2 separate regions of the Mus musculus genome follow, and region 1 is linked to region 2. A link is a contact called in public Hi-C data. All regions are on one chromosome and are shown on one strand. The core of a region is the stretch at or near the end of the contact, and the rest is flanking DNA. Distances in the headings are between cores, read along the strand shown.

Region 1 (7,588 bases), core at 4,558-7,057, 360 kb before region 2:
TCTGAGGTGCCGCCGTAAGGGCTTCAGCAGAACAATTCAGTGTTGGTGGAAACCATTCAGGTGTCAAGGCCTCAATGGCTCTGATATTTCTCCCAAATACATTGGTTTACATATTTCAAAAATATAAAAACACCTTAATGAGAGGGGAAAACCAAGAATGGAGTTCATTGTTAATTCCCGAGGACAGAGATCTTGAGCACAGAGAGAAGTTGATTATGCAAAAGAACAAGAGGCAGACATTTGAGGTGGAGGTGTGTTTCAGAAGAAGGATCCAGAACTTAAAGAGAGTATTGTATAGCTCCAGAGCACTAAAGCAATCTCTGTGGATAAAAATAGAGAGAATAGTGAGGAGTCAGCTGGCGAGGACAGCTGGGTGTATTATGTCTAGTCCCTTTCATGTCAGCTTGGACGGAGGAACACTAACAGGGTAGGAAACAAGAAGCTATTAACGTTGCTGAGGATGAGAAACACAAAAAAGACAAGACAACCCCCCAAAAAACCAAAACCAACCAACCAAAAGCCCCAAACCCCCAAGACCCCCAAAATCTAAAACAAATCCAATATGTCATCCTGCCTTCTGCAGATGAGTTCCTAGGCTGCTCCAGACTGGAATGGCTAAAGGAGTCCTGCGGCTCCTCTGGGGCAAGGCAGGGTGAAGACGTAGCAGGCATTCTCAGCTTACCCTTGCATTCCGGCCTTCTCTCTCTCCCTGCCCCTAGGGGTGATTCCAGTGATAGGGGCAACATTCTTTCCTCCACCAGCTGGCAAAAGGAGAGCCCTTCGTGATTCAGGGTTTCCAGGAGCAACCGAGAAGATATGTATTTGAATCTGCAGGGAGGCAAGACAGCTGAGAAAAACAGAACTTCTGGCAGTTTTGAGCAGAGTTCCTTCTTTGGCAAGAAAACTTGGATTTTGCTATGAAGGCTTTAAACATGGCCCATGGATGTTATGGAAGACAACCTTATTCACTGAAGTCAACTGACTGATGAGGTTCATAGCAACTTGGAGATTACTGTTTGACCAGTCACACATCGTAGCCTAGCCAAACTGGAACAAGAGCTAGAACCGGCCCATGTCCTTGTAGGGAGATCTGGGCCATGCCAAAGTGTTGTCTTATCCCCAGAGACTCTGTCCTCTGCTTTTCCTCTTTCTCATTACAGTGAGAGGCAGGGGCTGGCTGCTTTGCCTGGGAACTGACCCTGATGTGAGCTGGTAGCTTGTCCCCTGTGCATATGTTCACAAGAGAATTAACTCAGATAGTAAGCTGCTCCCTGGCATGGACAGGCCAAGGGTCGCCTGTCTAAGCCAGCGTAATAGCATGTCTTGCTGTTTCTGCCCCAGCTCATCCTAGCTGGCAGGGAGCCCCAGGAAGACAGGCATCTAAATATACTGCAGAGGATGACGTGATGCTCGGGGCACGCCTCTGTGATGTTGCTTCAGTTAGTAATCTCCATCCCAGACTTGCCAAGGGCCAAGGCTATGATCCCAAGGAAGCTTTCCTATAGGGCAAGTAGATGCAAAAATAGCATCATTTTAATAGTACTTGAGCACATTGTCAGGGATCAGATGAGATGATGCAGCAGGGAAGCTACGGAGTCCTGCCACAAAGGATCTCGGCTGAGTCTTGCCTTCCTTATCTGTCCAAAGAGGGGTGTGGTAATGTCCTTTTCTTTTCTTTTTTTTCTTTCTATTTACTAGGTATTTTTTCTTCATTTACATTTCCAATGCTATCCCAAAAGTCCCCTATACCCTCTCCCCCCACTCCCCTAGTGACCCACTCCCACTTTTTGGCCCTGGTGTTCCCCTGTACTGGGGCATATACAGTTTGCAAGTCCAATGGCCTCTCTTTCCAATGATGGCTGACTAGGCCATCTTCTGATACATATGCAGCTAGAGACAGGAGCTCCGGGGGTACTGGTTAGTTCATATTGTTGTTCCACCTATAGGGTTGCAGACCCCTTTAGCTCCTTGAGTACTTTCTCTAGCTCCTCCATTGGGGGCCCTGTGATTGGTGATGTCATTTTCTACCTTCTCTAAGGTTGATGGTGACATTAAAATGATAATCACAGTCCTTTAAATGACAGTTGCTTTGTTCCTGTTTTACATGTTTTTATTAAATGCACAACCATAACTGTTTTCTCTCCTGCCTTTACAGGATCTTGGAAATAAAGACCTCAACAGGGATAAGATTTTCTTGATCTGTCAAATAGTCCGAATTGGGAAGATGGATCTTAAGGACATTAATGCCAAGAAGTGCACCCAGGGGCTGAGGAGACCTTTTGGGGTGGCAGGTGATGACTGATGTTCTGCAGTTACATTTTATTACAGCACATGTTTTATATAGCTGAATTTTAAAGATTATTTCCACACCCTCACCCCTGCAAAATCTGGGCCGAGCAGCTCTTCCCTAACTACATTTGTGACGACTAACCGAAGTCACCGGTGACTAAGTTCAGATTTATGGGAAGCTCGGCAGATAATGTGGTCCTGAGGTCTTGCACAGAGCACCCAGGAACGCTGTGCCGTCTGAGCAGTTGGCGCCTCCGCTCCTTATTGCCTGTGAAGAAGGAAGAACAATACGCTCCAGATCTAATTATGGGGAGCAAATCATTTTGAGAAAAGAAAGATATCCAGAATAGGAAATGCAGTTACACAGAGTGAGTCATGCCATCCTTCTGAGTTCCAGATGAGAGCAGACATTCAGATGAGAGTGGGGGCACTGCAGGGTCCTTATGTGCCGCCCAGAGCCACACAGCTCCACCTTGCCTCTGGTGCTGGCTGTGCATGCACCCAGAGCTTCATCATTCCTGCCCTACTTTCCTGGGTTACGTGCTATCTCTCTGGCTATTAGTGGAAGGAACTATTATTTACCTAATATATTTTCTTTTTTAATTAACACACTTTATTTCAACTAAAGTATATTTTTCTCAAAAGATGATTTAAAAACCCATGACATTGCAATTGGATATACCACTTTTTTTTCTCATTATTAAAATATAAATTGGGTGGGGTGTGTGTGTGTGGCTGGAGGAATGGCTCAGTGGTTAAGAGGGCTCGCTGTTCTTCCCGAGGACCAGAGTTCAGCTCCCAGCACCTACATCTGACAGCTCATAATCAATCACCTGTAGTTCCAGCTCCAGGTCATCAGGTGCTTACAGACCTCTGCACTCATTCTTACACATGTGTGCAACATATATAGATACATAATTATGAGTAACTAACTAATAAAGCAGAGCTTTCAAAGCTGATAAAAAAATCCAAGTTTTACATCATGAACTCTTTTAAACCCCTGTAGCTCATCCATTTTGTTATCTTGGAATACTTCCTTCTACCATTACAAGTCCCCTGGCTTCCCAGTCATCCCTCGCATACTTGCATACTGCCTATGAAGTCAGTTGGCAAGGCTCACGGATTCAACAGTTCTGTGTATGTGCCATGCGCACGGTTGTGGAAAGAGGCTCTTTTATTGCATGCTTGGGTCCTGTGGATTTCCTGCCCTGGGGTTTTGTGGGTACCAAAGAGAGTCAGTAGATACAGTAACAAGAACCTTGTTGCTCAACTTCCAACCATTTCCTTTGCCTTCTTCTGTACCCTAGCCCTGCCCCATGTTGCTTCCCTTCTCTCCTGTTTTATGATCCACTCTTCTCTTCACCCCTGCCTGGCTGAACTAACATCCGTTCACTTCCTCTGTCTTTCTAGTTATGGACATCACCGACATCATCAAGGGCAAGGCAGAGAGCGACGAAGAGAAGCAACATTTTATTCCATTTCACCCGTAAGTCACTCCCGTGTGGCTCCAGGCTGTCCACCCTACTCTTACTGCTGCCCTGGGTGAACTTGTTCCTCCTCTTAGTAAGGGGGTAGGTGGGCCTCCAAAGAGGGCACCCTGACATGCTAATGATCCAGAAACTTCTACTGCAGCCAGAGGAAGAGTGCCAGGCTCAGGGGTGAAGTAGTAGACAAGGTCAATGTGACCCTGCTTATACTTCAGATGGGTAATTAAGCAGATAATCAACCAAAGCTTAAGGCATTAATTACAAGTGTAGCAGGGACCACAGAGTGTGAAGGAGCAGCCTATTGGGAGCCCTTTGTGGAAGCCACATATATATTTGTGACATGAGAAGCAGGGGCAACCAAGGAGGTAATTATAATTTTTTTTTTGCTTGAAAATGACCCATGTTGAGAGCAGTGTCAAGATTGAGCACCACAAAGATCTCCAGGTAATGGAGCCAGTGACTCTAGCCAAAGGTGAGTGACTAGGTCTTCCGGAGCTACTGAAGTCCTTGTTACCTTCCAGAGAAGACATTCATGTCAGAGCCGTAGCGATCTCTCCTGTCACATGAATGCCTACGACTGTGGCAGTCATTGGTTGCCTCAAATCGCAGAGCCATACTGTTTGTGAAGAGGGTGTTGCTTTCTCTGAGCTGACATGGAAGGCTCACTTTGCACCTAAGTGGTGCTAGATATCTCCCATGTGGAAATCTAGGACACAAGATGGAGCTTCCCATCGGGCAAAGCAGGAACATTTGTGCTCTCTTTTCCTTCCTAGGGTCTCAGCTGAGAACGATTTCCTTCACAGCCTTCTGGGCAAAGTCATAGCTTCCAAGGGAGACAGTGGAGGGCAAGGTATGGAGTCACCATCATACAGAGTCCAAGTACGATAAACTTGCTGCAGCTCAGGAGCCTCTGCGACATCAGTAAATGGGTCCAAGTCCTGGACTAGACAGTACAGTGGGAAGCATGTGGTCTGTAGACCACCCATGGAAGCATGGGATGGGCATTCCTTTCATAAGTGACAGTGAGGAGTTGCTCTCTCCTGTGTGCTGCCCTTTAAGTTACAAGTGGTTTCATCCTTACCCAAGTCCTGGGATACATGAGCTGGTATCCTCTCTGCTTTAGGAGACTCGGGTGCAGAGATTGTAATAACTGTCAGAGGCTGACCCAGCTATAAGTGAACGTTGCCCAGAGCCCCTGGGGTTGGCCTGTTGCATCTGTGAATGTATCTGTTATTTCAGTAGTCTCCTATAGGAGAGATGGAGGAGAGGAAATTGGGGAGGGGGAGGAGAAAGAGGAGGAAGAGGAGGAGGAAGAGGAGGAGGAGGAGGAAGAGAGACAGAGACAGAGAGACAGAGAGACAGAAGCTGAATGTTCATGTGTTCCCTTCCAGGCCTTTGGGTGACCATGAAGATGCTGGTGGGGGACATCATTCAGATCCGTAAAGACTACCCACACTTGGTGGACAGGACCACTGTGGTAGCCCGAAAGCTGGGCTTCCCAGAGATCATCATGCCAGGTGGGACACAGCTGCAGTGACCTTCCTCAAGGGCAGGGCCATGAGCAGGGCTGAGGAGTCCAGCTGTGTAGTTCATAATTTCCTAAGAGTCAACTCCCTTTACTTTATTCCTCTACCTGAACAAAACCACTGCAAACCATGTTTTCCCATACAGTAACATAGATCCCCTTTCTCCCAGTCCTTCTTTATAGGCACCGCTACTTTAATAAGCATTTTTGGAGCTCTGCAACTTGCTTTGTCAGTCAGAAGCTCACGGGTGGCATCTCTGTTTTACTATTCATACCAAGATCCCATTTTACTCGGGGGGGGGGGGGCGGAGTGGTGCTACTCTCCAGCTTTTAGAGCATATTTTATAGTCTGAAGGACCCATGCTTACAGTAACATGTCCAAACGCCATACAAGGTATTCAGAAGTCCCCGCAAGTCTCTCTGTGCCTCTCCTATTAACTAACCATGCCTATTAGTGCATTCAAGACATGCTTGAGGCTTTTCATGAGGCAGATTGTGTAATGACACGCCCTCTGACTCATCCTTTTCTCTCCTGTAGCTAAGTGGTGGTGGTCCAGGGTGGGGCCTGTACTGTGATTTAATGATATCTGCTTTACTTGAGATCTCAATGTCTGCTGTTCACTCCCTTCGGGAGCTCACTCAACCTGTGCTCCTGGCCCTTCACCCTTAGACTCTAGGATTCATGGGAAATCCCTCAACCCTACTTTTGTGCAACAAAAAGGCCTATCCGTGGTTGAGGGCCAAGCTCATTTCGCTTGGTGCTTTCCTTTACCTTCCCAGAAGGTGTCACTAGAGGATGGAAATGCAATGGTTTGAACAGAGAAAACATGGCCAGTTTTGAGCACCCCACCTGGCTTTCTGCTGCTGATTTTTCCAGCATTCCGACCCTCCCTTGCTACTTACATCTCCATCCCTCCTGTCAGGTTAAAAAAAATGCCCTTTCTAAACTGCTCGGATTTTCATTTTATTAATGGTCCTTCCTGCTTCTCCCTGTCCCCTCCACCTCTGTGGTTAGTGCCTGACTCTAACTCTGGTCTTCTCTCCATCCTTAGGGGATGTCAGGAACGACATCTACATCACTCTCTTACAAGGTGACTTTGACAAGTACACCAAGACCACACAGCGGAACGTGGAAGTGATCATGTGTGTGTGCACAGAGGATGGCAAAGTGCTACCTGTAAGGGACTCCAGAGTGCTGAGTGACAGGACCCGGGGCTGAGGGACTGATCATAATTATCTGCTCTCTGAAGGATCAGAGTTTTGGGGAAGACATTGAAACACATGATCTATACTGTGTAGCTTGCTTAATACCTTGTTCTAGGGTCTAATTAGAACCTATGTTAATTAGTCTTTTTACCTAAGCATTCTTCAATGTATACTTTCCTAATCTGTGTCTGTGTGTATGTGTATAAGTGTGTGTGTATGTGTGCCCACTCTTGTTTATAGGTTATCTTTTTTTGTAGTTAAAAATGTTGTTTTCATTGAAGCCCAAGCTAGTTTAATTCAGGCAAAATCCATGGTAAAGATCAATACAGAGCCCTGGGCTGGTGTGGAGGTTCAGAATGTCTTCAAAGCAGACATCCTCAGCACTAAATCCAACTCCGCAGCGCTCACCCAGAAATCTAGGTGGAAAGTCTTATTCGCAAATTGGTCTCCAGAGGGTTAGCAGCATGCATTCAAAAAGGCAAAGCACATGGTTCTATTTACAGAGCATATGTCCTGTGCAATCGTTGTCATGTGTGTTTATATCTATTTGCTTATGTTTCCTTTAAGGTTGTCAGCACTTGTGTCCAGTGTGTGGGAGGGTTTGCTTCTGAATTCTTCCTCTCTGAATATTTAGCTGAAAATGAGATCATGAGATCGGCTCTCAGCAGAAGTTACAGCGTGGGCAAACATTCCTCCTAGGACACCTATAGGGAGTCAGATAGCAGGGGGAGGGGTGCAGAAGGGGGAGCCACCAGCCCTAGCCCTACAGCCCGGAGCTCAGGCCTGCCACAATGTATCTATCACCTTCTGTCTAAAAGTGACTAGCACCCTGAAGATAATAGTCCCCATGTCAGGCTGGGTAGTGGCACCCTGTTTGTTATCACTGGAAGTTCACAAAGGGAGAATAGAAGTTCCGGCGGAGTAAAACAGGTCTTAGGTCCTGCAGTTCACAGTGGCAGAGATGGGGATTGACTCAGCCTCCTCACCACAGTGCCTGTAACCTTAAGAAGATTCTCCAACATATTGCCAGTTTCAAATTGAGGCTGCTGGCAGCTTCAACAAAACCCTGGGAAGACTCTAT
Region 2 (7,314 bases), core at 1,093-3,592:
CTGGTATGTAGGTAGTCCTGGCTCTGTCTTACAGCTCTGAGAAAAATCATATGACCTCTCTAGACTGTGATCTACACAAAGGTTATTGACATCTTCCTAATGCCTCAGCAGCTGGAGGGGGAAGGCCAGTTCTCCTCCATTTAGGGAAGACACATCATTTGTGAGAGAATTTCATCTAGAAGGAGCAGAACAAATTTGAGCTGTTGGATCTCACAGGGAAAAGCCAGTGAAAATAAATCCAACCAAAATGACAACAGATTCCATTAATTGAGTTGTTCTGCTGTGTTCAGTATGGTGTTAAGCATTTTATATGTATTCTCTCACTCATTTCCCTCTAATATTTTAGTGTCTGTGTGTGTGTAATGTATGTGTGTGCATATGTCCATGTAGGTGTGCATGAACATTGAGGCCAGAGGCTGGCATTGGGTGTCTTGTACTATTGTTCTCTACCCTTTTGAGGTAGGGTCGCTTATTGAACCCAGACCACAGCAACTGGTCAGACTGACTGGCCAGCAAGCTCTAGTCTCAATCTCCATTTCCCTCCACCCCAGTGCCAGTGTTAACAGATATGAGATACCATGCCTGACTTTTCAGTGGGTGCCTGAAATCTGAACTTGGATCCTCATGCAGGGCAGGCACTTTATCTACAGAGCTAACTCCACATCTTAAGTTAGGGAAAGATTATTATGTCTATTTCCAAGGTGAGATTATTGAGGCTCAGAGAAGTGTCATAGGCTATCCAGGGTCACAGCTATCTGACTGGGCTGGGTTTGCTGATTGTAGTAAGCCTTTCCACACGCTTCTAGCCTACAGAACACTTCCTTTGAGGTCTTCCACACATCTTCTACAGCAGCCAGCACTTACTGTTGGGTCTATCCAAGGCCCCAGTCCTTAGTGAAGTCTATATTTTATTCCAGCTTCAAGCCCTCAGACACATCTTTATTTGCATGAGAGTCTCCTGTACCCAAGTACATTTCTCTAGAAAGTGAGCAGTTCTCATGCTGCCTGCAAAGGTTTATTGGAACACTAGGGTAACACCCCAGTGGCAATCCTTCCTTGTGCCCCAAAGCCACTTGCAAACCCTCAGCTTAGGGGAAACCCTTAGAGCCAAGAGTAGTTCATTGCCACAGACCCTTGCTACGAATGACTGACCGACTCCTCCCTTGAGTGTGGATGGAATCCAGGTTTCTGATCATCCAGAGAGAAGATGAAGCCTCAACCGGAGAGGATCATTCTGGAAGGCTATGGAAAGAGGAAGTCCCAACTTCTGTGACCTTTTGAGACAGGCAGGTGGCAGCTGCTGCACCTTCAGGAGGCAGGATTCAAGGTCCTGTGACAGGAATACGGAGGGTTTTTCACAAGAACCCTCTGAGGGCCTGAGAGAGCTATCTTTGGACTTTGTCAAGTGCACAGTTAGCTGGGTTCCATATTTAGAGGAAAGGACAAAGAGTTTTAGAAACTAGCCTTTACCAAAGATCACAGACAGGGTATAGAGTAGCAGAATTCCAAGAAAATACTGCATGGGACCAGGACCTTCAACATATTCATTCATTCATTCATTCATTCATTCATTCATTCATTCACCTCTCACTATACACCAGACACTCTTTCAAGAGAGAGGCAGGCCATTCCTTATTCTTGGGTGGCTACATAGCAGTGGGACAGGGTGAGACAATGAAAACACTAACCACATAAGAAAACTAATTTTGTATAATAAGAGATATTCTGAAATTAATATGGTGGGAGTTTGTCTTGGGATAAAAGGGCAAGTTGAGGTTGGATAGTCAACAAAATGCTCACTTTGAAGAGGGCCCGGAGGGTGAACCTACATAGCAGAGCGGTGCCAGTTACAGGAAGATAAGAGATGGTGGTGTTGTAGGGAGAAAGCACAACTCAGTCAGGAGCACTGTGTCCACAGGGGAATTTGCTATGATGGAGGGACAACAGAGAGGTCTGGGAACAGAGGGGCCATGAGGACATTTGGGCTGGAGTAAGTTCTAGAGGAAGCAGGCACTGCTCTAAACACATGCCCGCAGCAGTAAGCATTTATCCTCTTTCCATGCTGAGCATCACTGCATTGTTTTGGAAACTGGAGTCCCTAGCGATTACCCACCCTTCCAAGGTCACACACCTACTGAGTGATGGAGCTTTGATAGGGTTATAAGCAGTCTGAAAGTGGATGCTGTTCTTTTAACTGGCAAGCGATACAGTCACCAGTGAACTCCCTTGAATATATTAATGAGCAGAGCCCCAGTAGGGGAGGTGAAGATGCTTAGAAGAGGGAGCACATTCCCCAAGGGGACTGAGGAGAGAGCTGGCGCTTAGACAGGGCTGCAGCTGCATGCCAGGCATTGACTGCATGCTTCCTTATCCATTATCCTCACTGTAACCCTGCTCCAAGGTAGGCTCTGCAGATGGCAAGCACACAAACTCAGAGAGCTGATACGTCCTGCCCAAGGCCGCTCAGCTAGCGCCAGATTTCCCCATTGGGTTCAGATCTCTCTGCCCTGGCATCAGGGCTTTTCTGACCCTCAACATTTAACTGCTTCCTTTTGTTTCATGATTTATTTATTCTCCTCCTCTAAGATTGAAAACAGATATCTCCCCAATGCTGGGAGCCAGACCAAGAACTGTTCTCCTTTGTGTGAAGAGGTAGTGGCTACCGGTCAGTGGAGAGGCATTTTCCCCTCCATTGCCAGCTATCTGGAAGAGAGGAACAGTACGGGATCATTTACTGTCATGGCACCTGCTGCCCAGGCGTGAACACACAGACATAAAGCTTGATGGGGGTGGGGGTGGGGGTGTCCTTGCTGTTGCCAGAAACAGGCTCATGAGTCACCATCCCTACTCCCTTTCCCCTGAGACTGACTTCTTGTCTCCCAAGAGACCCAGACAGCTCCTTTTAGAATGTGTCAATGGTACACCGCTCTCTACTTCCTGATTTAAAGTCTAGGTGTGAGAAAGAACTGCCTGACAGCCTCTCTCATCCATTCACATAACAGCCATTCCTTTGTCCCTGTGGCCTGGTCTCCAGGGGTACTGTGCTGGAACAGGGCAGGTTGTCTTTCTCCCAGTGAGCTTGCATTTCAGCAAGGCCCTCAGAAATTAAAACAACAACAAATAGGCATATGAGTATATTAATTTCAGATGGTGATGATTACTAAGGAGATAAAATGGAGATAATGACCCAGAGAGTGACTTAGGACAGAGAGTAAAGAATCCGTGTATATGTATGTGTATGTATATGCCAAACATATGTATAAGTATATTTTTGTGTTTATGGGTATGTGTGTATGTATATACCGTGTGTGTGTGTGTGTGTGTGTGTGTGTGTGTGTCTTTGGCAAATTTCCTTAGCAATTTTTAAAATTTTAACAAGTTAAGGCAGTCCCATTGTGAATCAGTTCCTAGATTATTAATTCAACTTCAAAACATTTCCTTGAACATTTCCTTGTGCACAGTGAGAAAGGGTCCCTGAAGGTGCAGTCTGTGCCCTTTTCGTTGATAATCTAGGCACAGAGGCAATGATGATGCTGACTGAAGAGTGGGCAGATTTATAACTGGAAGTACCCAGGAGCCTACTTATGAGAGAGGTACCTATTCTAAGTACTTGGGACTATGTAAAGGGGTTGTCCTTAGAAGTAAGTGTGTGTGTATGTGTATGTATGTGTGTGTGTGTGTGTGTGTGTGTGTGTGTGTGTGTGTGTGTGTATCTGTGTGTAGGTGTGTGTGTATCTGTGCAGGTATACATGGACACATGTATGTGTGAGTGTGCACGAGCACTAGTGCTTGAGCACACATGTATGTGCAAATGCCCAGGCAGAAGCCTGACAAGAGCATCAGGTGTCTTCCTTTCTTACTGTTTGCCACATTCCTTTGGGAGGAGGTCTCTCAGTGACCCTGTAGCTCCCTGTGCGGCTAGGCTAGCTGGCCATCAAACTCTTGGGATCCGCCCACCTCTATCCTTCAGTCCTGGGGTTCCAGGCCCATGTAGGCATCCCTGGCTTTGCACATGGATGCTAAGGATGCTAACGTACACCTTCAGCTAACAGAGGAAACCCTCCACCCACTGATCCATCTCCCCAGGCCCTTAAAACACTTCTAAAGGCAATAAGAACCACAAGTCATTTTACTTAAAAGGAAAGTAAACAAGCCAATGAAAAATAAAAGAAATAACTGAAACAAGCTCACAGAGCCTGGCACCCCAGCTTAGACCCCAGCATAACTCAGAGGCATCAGTTATTAGAGAAGAGAACACAGTAATTTTTTAATAATGGGAGTGATGTGACTCCGAATGCTGTGGTCAGGTTAGAATTTGATTTCTTTAGGCTGTGGCTCACAGAGAAAATACTGTGTTCAGTGTGATCTTTAAAAGAAATTACAGAGATCAAAAGGGTGGAGAGTAGGAGAGTGTCTGAGCGTACAGGGAGGTGTGACGTCTCAGAGTTCATTTAATTAAAGAGGGCAATGCTGTTGCCTGTCCTTTGAGACTTGTTGCTAGAAGAGCCCCGGAGGTCTCCTTTTCTCAAGTGGGGAATGCAAATCGCCTCTTCAGCACCTCTTTTCCTAAGGACACTGCCGTAGCTTATCCTCTGGCAGAGCTCACATTTACAAGGAGAGCTAAAAGTCACAGCACACAACACAACAAGATGCAGAACAACACTCTGCATCCTGGGTATCACAGATGGTTTATGCTAAGTCACCCACAGTCCTCTGCTCTGCTTAATGCTCCACTGTGTCCAGCATTCTTAGCAGACGGTGGTGGCGTTTTCTGTTTCCCTGCTCCCCCGCCCCCACCACTCCGTTCTAGCATCCTGGGACGAGACAGGGACCATCAGAGTGGTTGCAGAATGCTCAGATACTGGAGCCAGCCTGTCTGGGGCCAACCCCCTGCTCTGTTATTTACTAGTCTGATGCCCTTGGGGGACTTATTTCCTTTCTTGGGTGTCATTTTCCCCAAGACAGAATTAGCAAGCTTTCCTCACAGGGATATTTGGAGGATTAAGTGCACAGATACATGCGAAGGGCTTAGTCAGTGTCTGGCATGTACAGAGAGCTCAATAAATATTAGTATTATCTCAGCACAACAGTCAAACTTTCAGGAGACAAATCTGGGCAAACAAGAGTGGGATCATTGGTGGCTGAGGCTGAGAGTCCCACATCTTGGGGGTGGTTAACCTGGCCTGACTTACAGCCAAGTATTGTTTCTATGTGTGTCCTGCTTGGTTTAGCTTGCAACCTGGTTCCTGCTATGATTTTCTGTGAGACAGGGGGCCTTCGGTGTGCTATCCGTACCTATGAAGTATTTCGGGCAGTGCTGTGATTTTCTAGGGCTTTAGTCATTATTTCATATAATGGCCACTGTCTGCACAGCATCATTTGCTCTTTAAAGACTGGCTGCAGTATTAATACCAAAGTCTGTCCCCACCTCTATGACTGAGCACTATGTAGACAGGTTCCTCCTGTGACCTGGACATCAGAATGCTGTCTCATAGGCCAAGTCTGGTGTGCTGGACTTGGGGATTCAGTCCACCATAGCCCTGAGGCAAATATGGCTCAAGGTGTCTTAAATTAATTTTGTGTGAAATGGAAATGTGTCATCCACGAGAGGTATCACTTCAATATTTTGATTACAGCTCCTGCGGCTTGAGAGCAGTCAGTAGCCCAGTCCTCCATGTTCCTTGCTACCGGACTGGCAAAGCTCAGAAGAGCAGGTTGCTTGCCGATGTTACAGTGTCTATGACTCCCCTCATCCCCTCTGCTCTAGCCAGCCTTAATGCAGGGAGGGGAGAGGGATGTGTCCCACCCAAAGCCACAGTTTAGGCAATGTTAAGGTTTGCTCAGCTTACTTTCTTTGGGTTTTCCCTTTGAAGCTATGTGCAGCCCTGGGCAGAAGGGTTCTTAATGCTTCCAAATAATAAGTGGCAAGGTCAAGCTTTGAACCCAGGCCTTCTGGGTGCTACTTTAGAGGTTTCTTAAATTAGCTGTTAATGGTGCCTGCCCAAGTCTGGAGTTTCAGAGGTAGATGAGGCTATACACCCACTTCCGTGTCTCATTGTGATCTGTGATCAATTTAGTACAGAGGTTTTCAACCTGGTGGTCAAACAACCTTTTAACAGGGGTCACATATCAGATATCCTGCATGTCGGGTATTTATATTGTAGTTTATAACAGTAGCAAAATTATAGGTATGAGGTGGCATCAAAAATAATTTTGTGGTTGAGAGGTCGCCACAACATGAGGAACTGTATTAAGGGCTGTGGCATTAAGAAGATGAGAGCCATTGATCTACTAGATACATTCACTAAACATATAGCTGTCCACAGAAGTCAGGTGTTTGGGTACTGAGATAATAGTATGGTGGGGGTCCACAGCAAATTGTTAATATTAATAACAGTAGTGTGATTTTGAGCTACTTTATAACACAATATACATCAAGCATTGTGCTTAATATTTTGCCTGTATTACCTTGTAAATAGTTATAATAGTCTTCCACAGACAATGTGAGTTACAGCAAGACAGACTAGCCATACCTTATAAGCACAAATTCTACATAATCTTGATATAGTTGTAATTATCATCTCACACATGAAATTCAAGAACAGAAAAAAAATATGGATATTGCCCAGGATCACACAGCCATGAGCTCATGGGCTTCCCAGTTTCCTTGCTTCCCAGCCTGCACTGGGGCTGGGTTAGTCTGACCATCTGCCAGCCATCCTTCTCTGGGACAATGTAGCTGCTGAGTCCATCTACACAGGCTGGTAGCATGCAGAAGCAAGAGCCTTGCAGCCAAAGTACTGAACCCCAGGAGTTTCTACTGCTCTCTCAGAGACAGAAGCGCTTCTTTGTCACGAGCGGCGGCTATGAAAACAGAACAGGGCTGAGGCTGGGGCTGGGGAGAAGCCCCAGGGTTCTAGAATTCTCTCATCTTTGCAAGTAAGAACTTGCCCTTGTCAACATGTCTTCACACAGCTCTCAGGGGGAGGCTCCATTCTCCTTCTGCTAAGTTCTTCACTTGACAGTTTAGTGAGTCGCTACTTACAAATGTTCTGCTGGCTTTGGGCAGGCATACATCAAGATAGCACTGTGCTGTCCCCCAGTCACTCAGCTGATTGCCCAGCTCTGATTTCTGGATAACTGCAATCATGATTCTTCTTTAGCAAAAGCCAGAGAAACAGCATCAAGTCAGACTCGTGCTACTCTTCAGGCAGATTCCCTCTCTGATAATACTTCCCATGGCTGAGAACGTAGCATGTCAATTTATCTCCCTGTAGAAGTAGGCATAACTGGTGTGTCCCAGAAAGAAACCCA

What was found. Hi-C and Micro-C count contacts between places; a contact is called where the count stands out from the background.
Region 1: a Hi-C map of the N1E-115 cell line shows a contact between it and region 2, with 3 times the contacts expected there. The contact joins two enhancer-like sites. A contact is called at or near these places in 6 of 484 Hi-C or Micro-C datasets (the N1E-115 cell line and embryonic stem cells).

What each region holds. Positions count from the first base shown.
Region 1 is chr11:34,703,475-34,711,062 of GRCm38.p6, reverse strand. Dock2 (dedicator of cyto-kinesis 2) reads left to right here. Exons shown (of 52, transcript NM_033374.3): 10 at 2,156-2,291; 11 at 3,700-3,775; 12 at 4,550-4,626; 13 at 5,168-5,293; 14 at 6,354-6,478. Gm51858 (a long non-coding RNA gene) reads right to left here. Exons shown (of 3, transcript XR_003949541.1): 3 at 2,299-2,557. Among named protein-coding and RNA genes, the nearest start is that of Gm51858, 12 kb to the right of the region's middle. Within about 2 kb of position 5,807, at least 3 of the 459 cell types and tissues checked have an H3K27ac peak or open chromatin away from gene starts, as enhancers often do. A contact at or near this core is called in the N1E-115 cell line, where this site is marked.
Region 2 is chr11:34,339,514-34,346,827 of GRCm38.p6, reverse strand. All of the region lies in intron 27 of Dock2 (dedicator of cyto-kinesis 2), which reads left to right. All of the region lies in intron 1 of Insyn2b (inhibitory synaptic factor family member 2B), which reads right to left. Among named protein-coding and RNA genes, the nearest start is that of Insyn2b, 28 kb to the right of the region's middle. Within about 2 kb of position 2,342, at least 24 of the 459 cell types and tissues checked have an H3K27ac peak or open chromatin away from gene starts, as enhancers often do. A contact at or near this core is called in the N1E-115 cell line, where this site is marked.